Regions from separate parts of the Sus scrofa genome. Here regions 1 and 3 are each linked to region 2. Evidence: chromatin contacts called from public HiChIP or PLAC-seq data. All regions are on one chromosome and are shown on one strand. The core of a region is the stretch at or near the end of the contact, and the rest is flanking DNA. Distances in the headings are between cores, read along the strand shown.

Region 1 (4,547 bases), core at 968-3,467, 38 kb before region 2:
CTCCTTCAGCCTTGTCACGCCTCAGACTCACCCCTGTTCACCCTCCTCCCCCAGCCTTCCGCCAGGCTCCCCCACAGCCCCCACTGCCCAGCGACACTGTGGCTACAGGCGGTTCCCTGATCATCCTTCCTGTGCCAAGGACACCCAAGTCCAGTCCCGTAGGGCCCCAGAAGGGTTTTCTCACTCTCATGACCTGTGCCACCGTGGCCAAAGGTTTGGGGGTTGCCCACCAGCCCCTGCCAATTGCTGGACAATGTCTTCCTCCTGCCAGCACCTAGATGCTGCAACTTCCGTGCACGGGGCGCTGGCACTCAGCAGTGATGGAAACAGCTCTGCCCCTGCCCTCAGGAGCCTGCGGTCTGGTGGGAATGGGGTCCTCAGTCGTTCACTGCTCACCCCCAGGCAGCACACTCAGTCCCTGTCACACACCCAGACTGTCCCTGCAGTTCTCCTTACAGCTCCAACCAACTGCTTGGAATAGAAGCAGTCAGAAGCCACATCCCCTGCAGCTGCCCCTCCAGGAGCCTGCCTGGGGCCACTCTGCCCCACTACCCTCCTGCCAGCACCTCCCCCAGGCTGCCCTGTGAATGCTGGGGTTCTTCAGGGCTGGGTCTTTGGGGACCTTTCTGTACACATTCCTGTGATGTCACACATGGCCTGGAGGCACAAGCTCCCTCCAATTCTCCAGCACCAACTGGACATCCAACAGTTCCATTCCCATGTCAGGCATCTGGCCCCACAGGTTGAGGGACTCAGCCCTCACTTCAGATGCCAGCCTCAAGTCCCTGGCCACTCATATGTCTGACCAAACAACCCTCTGTAAATCCATCCCTTTCAGCCCCCTCAGAGGTTTAGTGATTTGCTAGAATGGCCCGAGGTGCTCAGGGAAGCACTTGAAGTAAATGCAGAGGGCAGGGTGTGGGGAATGGCGCGGGGCTGCCACAACTTCTCCCAGAACCTCCATGGGTTCACCAGAACCTCACTGTTAAGGGTTGTTACAGAGGTAATGGAACCTAATGGATTGTAGGTATGATTGAATAAATCACCGGCCATTGGCAACTGAACTCAATCTCCAGCCAGGAACAGGGGGACAAAACCCAAATATTTATTATACTGTCTTTCCTGTCCCCAGCCCTGAAGGTCTACCCTGGTCCCCAGACTGCCTCCTTCCCCCTTGCGCTCAGTCCCTTTTCATCTGCCCCTGAAACCACGCCCCCAGGTTTTTGCCTGGGCAGTCCTTCACATTTTTGATGTCTTCAGATCTCAAGATCCCTCACCGCGCCACATCCTCCAGGCAGTCTGCCCTGCCCAGCGCTGCCTGTTAGGTCCCTCTGGCTGGGAGTGACCCAGTCCACTTCTGACTCCCCCTCACTGGAGCCCCTGGAGGGCAAAACCTGGACCGGTTTTAGAACCCCCACCTTCCAAGGCCAGGCCCTGACCAAGTTTCCTGCAAATGTTCCCAACTATCCACCTTTTGGGTCAGCTCCAGTGGTGGAAACTTTCCAGCCGGAGGAGGCCGCTTGTTTTGGAAAGTTCCTGGGGGAGCCGCCCCCGCCCGCCTGCCGGGTTCCCACGCTCCTTTATCGCTGTGCTCTTAGGGGGGCTTAGTGCTGTGCTGGCCTAGCTCCTCCCCAGCGGGCCGCCTCTGCTCTGCCCATCCCATCCCCTCCCCTCCTCTCCCCTCCCCTCCTCTCGCCAACAGTCTCTCCCCCGCCCCCACTCCAGCCTGGCCCAATCAAGCCCTCCTGCTACAGGTGGGGAAACTGAGGACTCGCAGCCACCACCCCATCCACGTGAACCCTGTGGCGGGGGTGGGGGTGGGGGGTTGATATCTGGAGGGTGCTGCTGTTCTGGAAGGGGTAGGGGGAGGAGGCAGCCTGGGCTGGAGGAGCGTCTGGCTTCGAAGTCTTAATCCCGGTTTAGTGTCTCGTGCCTCGGTTTCTCCAGATAACCCCGCAGAGGCCCAGCCTCCTTGCCTGGCTCCACCTCCTGCCTTGTGGCTGGGGCCTGCGCTCACTTACATCCATATGATTCTCTTTTGTAATATGAGGGGAAGCTGCCGCCGGCTCAACCCGCGATGCGAAGTGAATCACGCGCGCCGAGCTCGGGCCGGGGGTCTGCGGCCCATATGATTGTCCGGCCGCGCAGGACAGTTTAGGGGACCAGATTAACACGGGGGCTCGGGGCAGAAGGGCCTCGAACCCGAATCCAAGGCCTGTGTGCACCGTCCAGGCCGCGAGCGCCCCTCCTCCGCGGCGTGGGCGGAGCGAGGGGGCGGAGCGGGGTGGAGCCACCGCTCTTTTCTCTCGAGTTCGCGCGCCCCGAGCCCTAGCCGTCCGCTGCAGTTCCAGCCGACTCTGCGCCGGTAAGTGCGGCCCCGGGAGGGGTGCAGACTCCCCAGGGACCGAAGTCGGCTTGGCCCAGCCAACTCTCGGGTCCCCGCTGACTTCCTGCCCACCCCGCGCCCCCAGCTCACCACGATGGAGGCCGCAACCGAGTTCGTGGTGGAGAGCCCCGACGTGGTCTACAGCCCCGAGGCTATCGAGGCGAAGTACGAGTACAGGACGACGTGCGTCAGCCGCGAGGCTGGCGTCCTCAAAGTAGGCGAGGGACCGGGCTGGCCGTGAGGCTAGGGGGAACCAGGGAGCCGAGACCAAGCGGGAATTGCCCAACGTCTGCGATCTCCGCCCTGCGATGAGGGGGGAGGGGCCTGTGGTCCCCGACTCACCGCACCGCCTGTCCCCAGGTGCATCCCACGTCCACGCGCTTCACTTTCCGGACCGCCCGGCAGGTGCCCCGGCTGGGGGTCATGCTCGTCGGCTGGGGCGGGAACAACGGCTCCACGCTGACCGCTGCCGTGCTGGCCAACCGACTGCGCCTGTCCTGGCCTACGCGCACCGGCCGCAAGGTGGGGGAGTCGGGCGGCGCCTGGTAGAACCCAGGGCTCCGCTGGAATCCACGCAGAGGGGGAGGGGCTCTACGGAGGAGTGGGTCTTAAGGGGGCGGGGTTCCTCGCTGCGGGCGGACCCCGGGGCGGGGCTTCCACGGGGCGGGGCGGGCACTCCTCAGGGGGTCTTGTGGGGGCGGAGCCCAAGGTAGGGAGGACTTCGGGTTGGGACCTCCGGAGGGGAAGCAGCTCTTGCCTTGACTTGGAGCAGAGCTGAGGCGCCCGAAAGTAGGGCGGAGCTTGAGTGTGCCGACTCTTGGGCCTCCCCACGCCACGCCCACCCATCTCTCTGCCCTGTCTGCCGCTCCCCAGGAGGCCAACTACTACGGCTCGCTGACACAGGCTGGCACCGTTAGCCTAGGCCTGGACGCCGAGGGCCAGGAGGTGTTCGTGCCCTTCAGCGCGCTGCTGCCCATGGTGGCACCCGACGATCTCGTTTTCGACGGTGGGCGGGGCCCTGGGCCAGGGGTGGGGTGGGAGGCCGGGCCTGTGGGGGTCCAGGATCCCCGCCGAGCTTGAGGGTCCCCGCCCCCCCAGGCTGGGACATATCGTCGCTGAACCTGGCGGAGGCGATGAGGCGCGCGCAGGTACTAGATTGGGAGCTGCAGGAGCAACTGTGGCCGCACATGGAGGCCTTGCGCCCGCGGCCGTCGGTCTACATCCCGGAGTTCATCGCAGCTAACCAGAGTGCGCGCGCTGACAACCTCATCCCGGGCACGCGCGCGCAGCAGGTGCAGCCCCTCCCGGCGCCCCATATCCTCTGCCACTTGTTCTCCCTTGTCATTTGTCCTTTCCCCCACCCCCGCCACCTGTTCTCTTTTGTCCCCATGCTTCCATCCCGAGGGTCCAGGCCCCACTTTGCACTTGGGTAATTGAGTCGCCCAGGCCTCCACAGGTCGGGAGAACCTGTACAACCCTCCCCCTTCGCCCGCTCCCGCCCCCTGCCAGCTGGAGCAGATCCGCAGGGACATCCGTGACTTCCGGTCCAACGCTGGCCTGGACAAAGTCATTGTGCTGTGGACAGCGAACACAGAGCGCTTCTGCGAAGTGGTGCCTGGCCTCAATGACACTGCTGACAACCTGCTGCGCACCATCCAGGTAGGCACGCCCAGGGGTGGAATGGGGTCAGGGCTAGCTCCCAAGGACCCTTCTGTGCTGACTGCCTGTCTGTGCCCACAGCTGGGCCTGGAAGTGTCGCCCTCCACGCTCTTCGCCGTCGCCAGCATCTTGGAGGGGTGCGCCTTCCTCAACGGGTCCCCACAGAACACACTAGTGCCTGGTGCCCTCGAGCTCGCGTGGCAGCGCCGCGTCTTTGTGGGTGGAGACGACTTCAAGTCCGGCCAGACCAAGGTCAAGTCTGTGCTTGTGGACTTCCTTATCGGTTCTGGCTTAAAGGTGTGTGAGCCTGGCAGGGTGTTCCGCTCAGGATAGGGGTGCCTGGATCCCAGGCTGGGCTTGTGCCCTGCAAGGCCTGCAGCTACCGCGGGGTCTCCTTGTCCTCCCAGACCATGTCCATCGTGAGCTACAACCACCTGGGCAACAACGACGGGCAGAACCTGTCAGCGCCGCCACAGTTCCGCTCCAAAGAAGTGTCCAAGAG
Region 2 (4,575 bases), core at 1,578-4,077:
ACCCACTATGTAGTCTTCTGTTGTTTCGTTTTTGTTTTTCTCTTTTTATGGCCATATCTGTGATATGCGGAAGTTCCCAGGCTAGGGGTTGAATCAGAGCTGCAGTGGAGGCCACAGCCACAGTCACAGTAACACCAGATCCAAGCCCCATCTGCGACCTATGCTGCAGCTTTCGGCAAGCCAGATCCTTCACCCAGAATTGAACATGCATCCTCACCTGCCACATATGGAAGTTCCCAGGCTAGGGGCTGAATTGGAGCTACAGCTGTTGGCCACAGCCACAGCAACATGGGATCCGAGCCATGTCTATGACTTATGCCACAGCTCATGGCAACACCAGATCCTTAACCCACTGAGTGAGGCCAGGGATCGAACCTGCGTCCTCATGGATCCTAGTGGGGATCGTTAACTGCTGAGCCACGAGGGGAACTCCCTCACTCAGCTTAATGTTTTTGAGGTTCATCCACAATGTAGCATGTTTCAGAGCCTCAATCCTTTTTATGGCTAATATTCACTGTATGGATGGACCATATTTAGTTTTTCCATTCATCAGTCCCTGCCCCTGTCATTTTGTAAACATGCCGATATTCGAGAGAGTCCCAGGAGTGGGATGCTAGATCAGTCAACAGGCATGTGCATCAATAATTTCCATCACAGGATGCCTTCTATTAGGCTGCACACAGATGCTCCTCCAGCAATGTGTGGGGTTGCCTGTTTCCCCACAGCATGGCCAGCACAGGGTGTCATCACACTTTTGAATTTTTGCCAATCTGATAGGTGGAATCAAACAGTATCTCAGAGTTTTTGTGCTTTGCCATTTTCTTTTTCTTTCTTTTTTTTTTTTTTTTTTGTCTTTTTGCTATTTCTTGGGCCGCTCCCACGGCATATGGAGGTTCCCAGGCTAGGGGTCCAATCGGAGCTGTAGTCTCTGGCCTACACCAGAGCCACAGCAACGCGAGATCCGAGCTGCGTCTGCAACCTACACCACAGCTCACGGCAACACCGGATCCTTAACCCACTGAGCAAGCGCAGGGACCGAACCCGCAACCTCATGGTTCCTAGTCGGATTCGTTAACCACTGCGCCACGACGGGAACTCCTGCCATTTTCTTACTGGGGGTGAGATAAGTTTCTTTGGGTTGTTGAAGGACAATTTGCAGCCCTTTCCCAAAGTCTCGGTTCAAAAACCTTTGACCATTCCTCTGAGCTTTGAGATGGAAAGGGGCAGAGACTGAAGAGAGGGGAAAGCGTAGGAGAGTAGACTCCAGCCTCTCAGAGTCCAAGAGAAGGCTTATACCCTTTGCCCCATTTTGCAGATGTGGAAACTGAGGTACAGAGCAGTTAAGTTCAACAAGCCAGGGGCTAAAAAGGATTTGAAGCCGCTCTGCCTGAAGCCAGGACCCGGTGAGGTGGAGACCCTCTCTCAGCCCACCCCAATCCATTACCTCCTCACTCTCTCTTTTGCCGCTATCCCTTAGGTCCTACTCAGGCCCCCTCTCTGGCCTCCTTGCAAGGTTCTGCACCTCCAGACCCCAGGCTCACTCCAGTAGAATCTTTTGACTCAGTGCTCACAAGCTGCTCTGGCCCTGGGAATACAGCCCCATTCCTGAGCATGGCTTTGGTGGCTTGTGCTGCCTGTCCCCCTGCTCATGTCACCAGTTCCTCCATTTAGCCGCTCCACTCCTAACTATACTGTCACAGCCGGCCATGCTTTCTCTTCTCTCTGGAATCTTCAATGCATTCGTTTCTGCTGCCACTGCTATTTATATTCCAAGCTCCAGACTCAATGTCCCCTCACACAGGGTGCCCTCCTCATATCTCCCTGCAGCCTGGAAGCATGAATATATGTTAGGAGAGCTCTGACTTGCGGGGGATGCTAGGAGCTTGGGGAGTCAAAGGCAGGTTTTAGGAATCCTTGGCAAACTCCCATTCATGTGCTGAAGCCCCAGTTCTTCTTCTTCTTCTTCTTCTTTTTTTTTTTTTTTTTTTTTTTGTCTTTTTTTGTCTTTTCTAGGGCCGCACCCGGGCATACGGAGGTTTCCAGGCTAGGGGTCTAATTGGAGCTGCAGCTGCTGGCCTATACCATAGCCACAGCAATGCAGGATCCGAGCTGCGTCTGCAACCTACACCACAGCTCATGGCAACGCCAGATCCCCAACCCACTGGGCAAGGCCAGGGATCGAACCTGCAACCTCATGGTTCCTAGTCAGATTCGTTAACCACTGAGCAACGACGGGAACTCCTGAAGCCCCAATTCTAATGCCTCCTCTAGGAAGTCTTCCAGCACCCTGTCCCTCCTTCTGGCCCTGACCTGACTCCACCAGCCTGGGGGTGTCTTTGTCCAGTTCTGTCTTCTCCCAAGACTGGATATTCCTGGAACAAATGGCCAGGGCTGAAGCCTCTTAGGGACTTAGCATGGATGATGTTTGTGGGGTTTTTGGTTGTCTTTTTTTTTTTTTAATGGCAGGAATAGAGCATCTGAGCCGCTTCTGTGCCCTACACCACAGCTACGGCAATGCCTGGATCCTTAACCCACTGAGCAAGGCCAGAGACGGAACATGGGTCCTCATGGATGCTAGTAAATTTGTTACTGCTGAGCCATGACAGGAACTCCTGAGTGATGTTTGTTGAATGAATATATGAATGCAACTCATTGTGAAGTAAGTTGATGGGGTAGAAGTTAGTTGGGGCGTTAATGGGGGCCATGTAGTCACTGAGGGCCAGCAAGAGGGAAGTAGGCTGCCCCTCCCCCTCTCGTGAGAATTCTGGTCCTAGAGGCCTGGGGAGGGGGAACGGGGAGGAGGCCTATGGGGCTCGGTGTCTTCTTCATTTTTCTTCTCTGCACTCCACCCGGGCACCAGTTCCTCTTCCCCCTGAGTTGCTGGTTGCAGAGCTTGAGGAACGCCAGAGACCCTAGCGGATCCAGATCCCCGAAGGGTCCGTCGCTCTGGCCCCTGTGTCCAGGTGAGCCACGACGCAGCCCCTCCGCGCCAGAGACTTCCAGCCCGGTCGAGGCAAAGCCGTGCCAGTGGAACTAGAAAGGTAGGACGGAGGCACTAGAACTTGGAACTGCTCAGGAGCGGCAAGCCAAAGCCGGGGGGCCCTTTCAGGCCCCGCTCATGACTCCCTCCCAGCCGCCTGTCGTTCAGGAAGAAAGGCAGAGGGGCGGGGCCGTTTCCAGGGCAACCAATCTTTTTTTTTTTTTTTTTCCCCTGCTTTGCAGGGCTGCACCTGCGCCAGCAACCACTCTTTTTGCATATAGTCCTGTCTGGCCAACAAGGGCTCCCGGAGTGTTGGGGGGCGGGGAGGAAATTGGGCAACTTAGCCCAAAGTGGCTTATCTCAGAGAAGGGGAAGGGGCTGACTGGGCCAGGTCTCCTCCTTGCCTTCTGAGCCCTTGAGGCACCCAGGTTATGTACCCGTTCCCCGGAAGGGGAGACTGAGGCTGGGGGCCAGAGCCAACCAAAGGGGCGTCCAGCGAAGGGCTATGTTTTAACACTTCAGAAGTGGCCTGAGCTGTATATATATATATATATATATATACACACACATAACAGGTGGCGACCACAGGCTGAGGTTAGGCTTTGGATTCTGGTCTCTCTGCCTAGGTTGCTTAAATGGGGGGCTCCCTGGTGTGGGTGCTGTTGTTGCCGCCGCCGCCGTTGCTGCTGCTGCTGCTGCACAATCCAGGCACCCAGGGAACGTCGTGCGTGTCCTCCGGGAACGTGGACTGGACCAGAGAGTTCACGGACACATGCCTGAACTTCAGTGGCCAAAACTTGAGCTGGCTGCCTCAGAACCAGTCTCTGCAGGCCAGAAGTGTGACCATCCTTGACTTGTCTGGAAACCGCCTTCGCAAGCTCCCATCAGTCTTCTTCAGCCACCTGGGAGAGCTGAAGTTCCTGGACGTGACAAACAACCCACTGGAACACGTGGATGGGGCACTGGCCAGACGTTGTCAGCTCACCCTGAAGGCTGATTGCAACTGTGTCCTATTTTCCTGGCACAAGATTCGGCAGGACAACTGTTCTGGCCAGCCGCCTCTGCAGTGCCTAGATAAGACCACTGGTGCCTGGCACAACTTCTCTGCCTTGGAGGAAGGCTGTCCCCCTGGCCTCTCTGCAGGAGCCGTAGGAGCACTGGCAGTTGGTGGAAGCCTGTTTCTCTTGCTTGCCATTGCTGGCCCAGTGTTGGCTTGGAGATTCTGTAGACGTCGGATGGACAGCGGCCGGGGCCTGAGCAAAACGTGGGCTGCTCAGGATGGTTCCAGGTCTGGCTCAGGTCGGCAGCCGAGGTACAGTAGTCGGGCCCTCAACCTTAAGCCCCCAGCAGCTACCCTGACCAGATCTTCCACGTCGGACTATGAGAACATGATCGTGGGCCAGCCAGCTGCCGGGCACCAGTGGGCTGAACACAGGTGAGTAATCCACCCACATCTGCCTGCAAGACTCTGGAGCCAGATGGCCAGGGTTCAATTCCCAGCTCTGCCTCTTACAGGCTATGTGATCTTGGGCAAGTAGTTTGACCTTTCTGGGCCTCGGTTTCTTTATCTGCAAAATGAGGATAATAACAGCCCT
Region 3 (4,367 bases), core at 1,769-4,268, 42 kb after region 2:
AGCAATTAGATAAGAAAAATAAATAAAAGGCATCTAAATTGGAAAGGAAGAAGTAAGACTACCTCTATTTACAGATATGACCCTATGTATAGAAAACCCCAAAGAACTCACAAGCAAGCTAGAAAATATTTATATATCATATATCTCATAAGGGGTCCATATCCAAACTATATAAAGAAAAACAAAAGTACATACAACCCAATTAAAAAATGGGTGAAGGGGAGTTCCTGTTGTGGTTCAGTGGTAATGAATCTGACTAGTATCCATGAGGATGTGGGTTTGATCTCTTGCCTCACTCAGGGGGTTAAGGATCTGGTGTTGCCGTGAGCTGTGTTGTAGGTCGCAGATGCGGCTCGGATCTGGCCTTGCTGTGGCTGTGGCTTAGGCCACAGCTACAACTCTGATTTGACCCCTAGCCTGAGAACCTCCATAATGCCATGGGTGTGGCCCTAAAAAGGGCAAAGAATTGGTGTTGGTGGTGGTTTGTTTGAGTTTGTTTTGTTTTGTTTTTGTTTTTGTTTTTTTGCTTTTTAAGGCTATTTTTGTTTGTTTTTTCAAACATATAGAAGTTCCCAGGCTAGGGGTCCAATTGGAGCTTCAGCTGCCAGCCTACCCCTCAGCCACAGCAATGCCAGATCTGATTCCCACCTGCAAGCTACAACACAGCTCACAGAAACACTGGATCCTTAACCCACTGAGTAAGTCCAGGGATTGAACCTGTGTTTTCAAAGACACTAGTCATGTTCATTACCTCTGAGCCATCATGGGAACTCCTTTAGTTTGGGGTTTTTTTTGGCCGTACATATGGAAGCTCCTGGGACAGGGATCAAAGCCACACTATAGCAGAGACCCCGGCCACAGCAATGACAACATGGAATCCTTAACCTGCTAAGCCACCAGGGAACTCCAGAAAAATGAGCAAAGGATTTTTATATCCCAGGCCCTGCTTGTGAGCCTCTCTAGGGGTGAAGAGGAATCTCCGTGATTTTCATTCCCTGACAACTAGATCGAGTTTCTACTTATTGATTGTCCTGGGTTTATCTTCCCTGAGTTGCCTGTTCACACCTGTACTGCATTGAATAGTGTGTCCGAAAATTCATGTCCACCTAGAACCTCAAATTGTGACCTTGAAGGTCTTTGCAAATGTAATTACTTATGTTAAGATGAGGTCGTACTGGGGAGTTCCTGCTGTGGCACAGTGGATTAAGAATTGAAATTGAGGAGCTCCTGTTGTGGTGCAGCGGAAACGAATCCGACTAGGAACCATGAGATTGTGGGTTCCATTCCTGGCCTCACTCAGTGGGTTAAGGATCCGGCGTTGCCGTGAGCTGTGGTGTAGGTCACAGACTCGGCTTAGATCCTTCGTTGCTATGGCTGTGGTGTAGGCCAGCGGCTGTAGCTCTGATTAGACCCCTAGCCTGGGAACCTCCGTATGCTGCGGGTGCGGCCCTAAAAAGAATCCGACTTCAGTGGTTTGGGTTACTGCAGAGGCGAGAGTTTGATCCCTGGCCTGGTACAGTGGGTTGAAAGATCTGTTGTTGCTGCAACTTGGATTTAATCCCTGGCCATGGGTACAGGGATTAAACCTCCATATGACATGGGGGCAGCCAGAAAAAAAGATGAGGTCATACTGGAGTAGGGTGGGCCCTAAATCCAATGACTGATTTCCTTGTAAGAGGCCACACAAAGATAGAAGCCAAGGTTGGAGTGATGTAGCCATAATCGAAGGGACACTAAACAGTGCCAAAAGCCTCCAGAGGCCTGGGACCAATTCTCCTCCACAGCCTTCAGTTCTGCTGACAATTTGATTGGGACTTCTGGCCTCTAGAACTCTGAGAGAATAAATTTCTGCTGTTGTAGACACCCAGTTCATGTCATTGCTATGGCCAAAACAAAGTCGTCTGCCCATCTTTCTTTCTTCTTCTTCTTCCTTTTCTTTTTTTCTGGGGGGGGGGGTCTTTTTAGGGCTACATCTGTGGCATATGCAGGTTCTCAGGCTAGGGGTCCAATCGGAGCTGCAGCTGCCATCCTACACCACAGCCACAGCAACACGGGATCTGAAGCGCACCTGCGACCTACACCACAGCTCACAGCAACGCCGGATCCCCAACCCATTGAGTTTGGCCAGGGATCGAACCACATCCTCATGGATACTAGTTGGATTCATTTCTGCTGTGCCGCAACAGGAACTCCATTTGCCCATATTTCTTTTTTTTCTTTTTTTTTTTTTTTTAGGGCTGCACCCACTGCTTGTGGAAGTTCCCAGGCAAGGGGTGGAATCAGAACTGTAGCTACCGGCCTACACCACAGCCACAGCAACAAGGGATCCGAGCAGTGTCTGCGACTTACACCACAGCTCACGGCAACATCGGATCCTCAACCCACTGAGTGAGGCCAGGAATCAAACCCGCATCCTCATGGCTCCTAGTTGGGTTTGTTAACTACTGAGCCATGAAGGGAACTCCCATTTGCCCATATTTCTGTCTGGTGTTTTTTTCTTCCTTCTAACTTTGGTGGTGTGGGTGTGGGGGTGTCACTTTCCTAAGTCGTGGAGGCTGTTCCTTATCAGTGAAATGCATCACACACACATCTTCTCTCAGTCCCCAGGTTATCTTTTCAAATTCTTTATGGAATTTTGCATGTGTGTGTGGCTGAAAGCTTGAGATTCTGATTGATTCCAATAGACTGTTCCCAAAGGATTCATGTTCTCCTAGCCAAGGGCAGGTTTTCATTCATCAGGCAGTTAGGTCAGGGGCATGGCACCCCTCCCTGATGCTTCTGGGTTGAGGCCTCTGCCAACACCCCCCCAAATCAGCACTGAGGGGTGGGGGAAGGAAGGGGACATCTGACTGTGAGTCATCAGGGCCTGGGCCACAGGGGGAGAGGGACGGAAGTGGTCAGCTCAGGCCCTGGGGCCGGCTGTGTGGGTTCCTGGCTGCAGGGGGTCACCAGGATAGCCCAGCCAGGCAGGAAATGGGTCAGCTGAGACATCAGGCTTGGGGCCCCACGTGCTTGCTCTGAAGCCCGGAACCCTGAGCCCCCACCCCCACCCCTCCTCCGCCCCCCCACACCCTGCTCCAGCGCCCTGGGTTGCATGCCTGCTCTTGCTAACAGTTTCACTGACCACAGTGTGCATTTATGTAACACCTGCTGCGCCCTAGGCTCTGGCTGCGTGTGGACTCGTGGTCCTGCCCAGGAGGTGGGGGTGGGGGGGTGTGATGTCAGCTCTCTGTTACAGGGGGAAACCGAGACCTGGAACAGGCAGCCCTGTGCAGGGCTCTCACAGCATGGGGTCCCAGCCACCCAGCATCCCAAAGCCTCCTTTCTGGTTGGTTGGGGCTCTCTCTGCCTCTCCATGTCCTCACCCTAAACACAGCAGCTTGGAAGAGAAAGTGGCTGGAAGTTACCGCATTTTCTCTTTGCCTCCCTCAGTCCCCAAACCCTCTCTTCCTCATCCTCTCTGCATTTCTGTTTTTCAGTTTCTTACCCTCTCCTCCCATGAGCACAACGCAGTGTGTACGTGTTGGGGGGGGCCGCCTGAACCCGCCCCTCCTTTCTTCTGGGGGACCAGGACATGCCTGGGCAGGTCTGGGCAGTGCCCAGAGGCAAGCTGCCAGGGCAGGAAGGAGCAGTTAGGAAAGTTGAAGAAGGTGTGGGATTTCCGGTGCAGTACTTTGCCCTTCTTACCACTACCCAGTTCTGTTACATACAAACTGTCCCAAAATGACCTCAACATCTTCCCCAAAACTTGGGGTTTTGAGGGATGCCTAGGAACTCTCTAGGTGTTAATGGGAGACGAGAGACTTCCAGGTAGAAAAGGAAACTTGAGATCAGCAGACACAAGGGAACAGGGGTTCAGATGTTCAGCAAAGGAGTCTGGTTTTCTCCTGGGGGCCAAGGGGAACCGCCGAGGGTGTGAAAGGTGGGAAGGGGCTCAGGCAGATTCTTGGAACAGGATGGACTAGAAGGGCAAGAATGGTATCTGAGACCTTCACCTTTCTTTTTTTTTTAATTTTTAAAAATTTTTAATTTTTTGTCTTTACGGGGCACACCTGCAGCATATGGAGGTTCCCAGGCTAGGGGTCTAATCAGAGCTGTAGCCACCAGCCTACACCACAGCCACAGCTACGCCAGATCCGAGCCACGTCTGTGACCTACACCACAGCTCACAGCAACGCTGGATCCCTGACCCACTGAGCAAGGCCGGGGATCGAACCCGCAACCTCATGGTTCCCAGTCAGATTCATTTCCACTGCGCCTCGGAGTTCCCATTGTGGCTCAGTGGGTTAAGAACACAACTAGTATCCATGAGGACACAGGCTCAATCCCTGGCCTCAGTCAGTGGGTTAAGGATCTGGCACTCTTGT

What was found. HiChIP or PLAC-seq counts read pairs in DNA pulled down with a chosen protein or histone mark.
Region 1: a contact with region 2 is called in an H3K27ac HiChIP or PLAC-seq map of alveolar macrophages. The contact joins the promoter of ISYNA1 here to the promoter of LRRC25 in region 2. A contact is called at or near these places in 4 of 47 Hi-C or Micro-C datasets (embryonic fibroblasts, heart right ventricle, liver and 1 more) and 1 of 2 datasets of contacts at active chromatin or transcription factors (alveolar macrophages).
Region 3: a contact with region 2 is called in an H3K27ac HiChIP or PLAC-seq map of alveolar macrophages. The contact joins the enhancer-like site here to the promoter of LRRC25 in region 2. A contact is called at or near these places in 1 of 5 promoter capture datasets (liver), 12 of 47 Hi-C or Micro-C datasets (adipose tissue, alveolar macrophages, embryonic fibroblasts and 6 more) and 2 of 2 datasets of contacts at active chromatin or transcription factors (alveolar macrophages and skeletal muscle).

What each region holds. Positions count from the first base shown.
Region 1 is chr2:59,361,455-59,366,001 of Sscrofa11.1, forward strand. ISYNA1 (a long non-coding RNA gene) reads left to right here and starts at 2,218. Exons shown (of 11, transcript XR_002341592.1): 1 at 2,218-2,365; 2 at 2,472-2,600; 3 at 2,747-2,908; 4 at 3,260-3,392; 5 at 3,485-3,678; 6 at 3,896-4,045; 7 at 4,127-4,342; 8 at 4,453-4,547.
Region 2 is chr2:59,398,385-59,402,959 of Sscrofa11.1, forward strand. It overlaps LRRC25 (leucine-rich repeat-containing protein 25), which reads left to right and starts at 2,828. Exons shown (of 3, transcript XM_021083527.1): 1 at 2,828-3,041; 2 at 3,607-4,415. The coding sequence starts at 3,616.
Region 3 is chr2:59,440,638-59,445,004 of Sscrofa11.1, forward strand. No RefSeq gene overlaps it. Among named protein-coding and RNA genes, the nearest start is that of GDF15, 31 kb to the left of the region's middle. Within about 2 kb of position 3,019, at least 25 of the 83 cell types and tissues checked have an H3K27ac peak or open chromatin away from gene starts, as enhancers often do. A contact at or near this core is called in adipose tissue, alveolar macrophages, liver and 2 more, where this site is marked.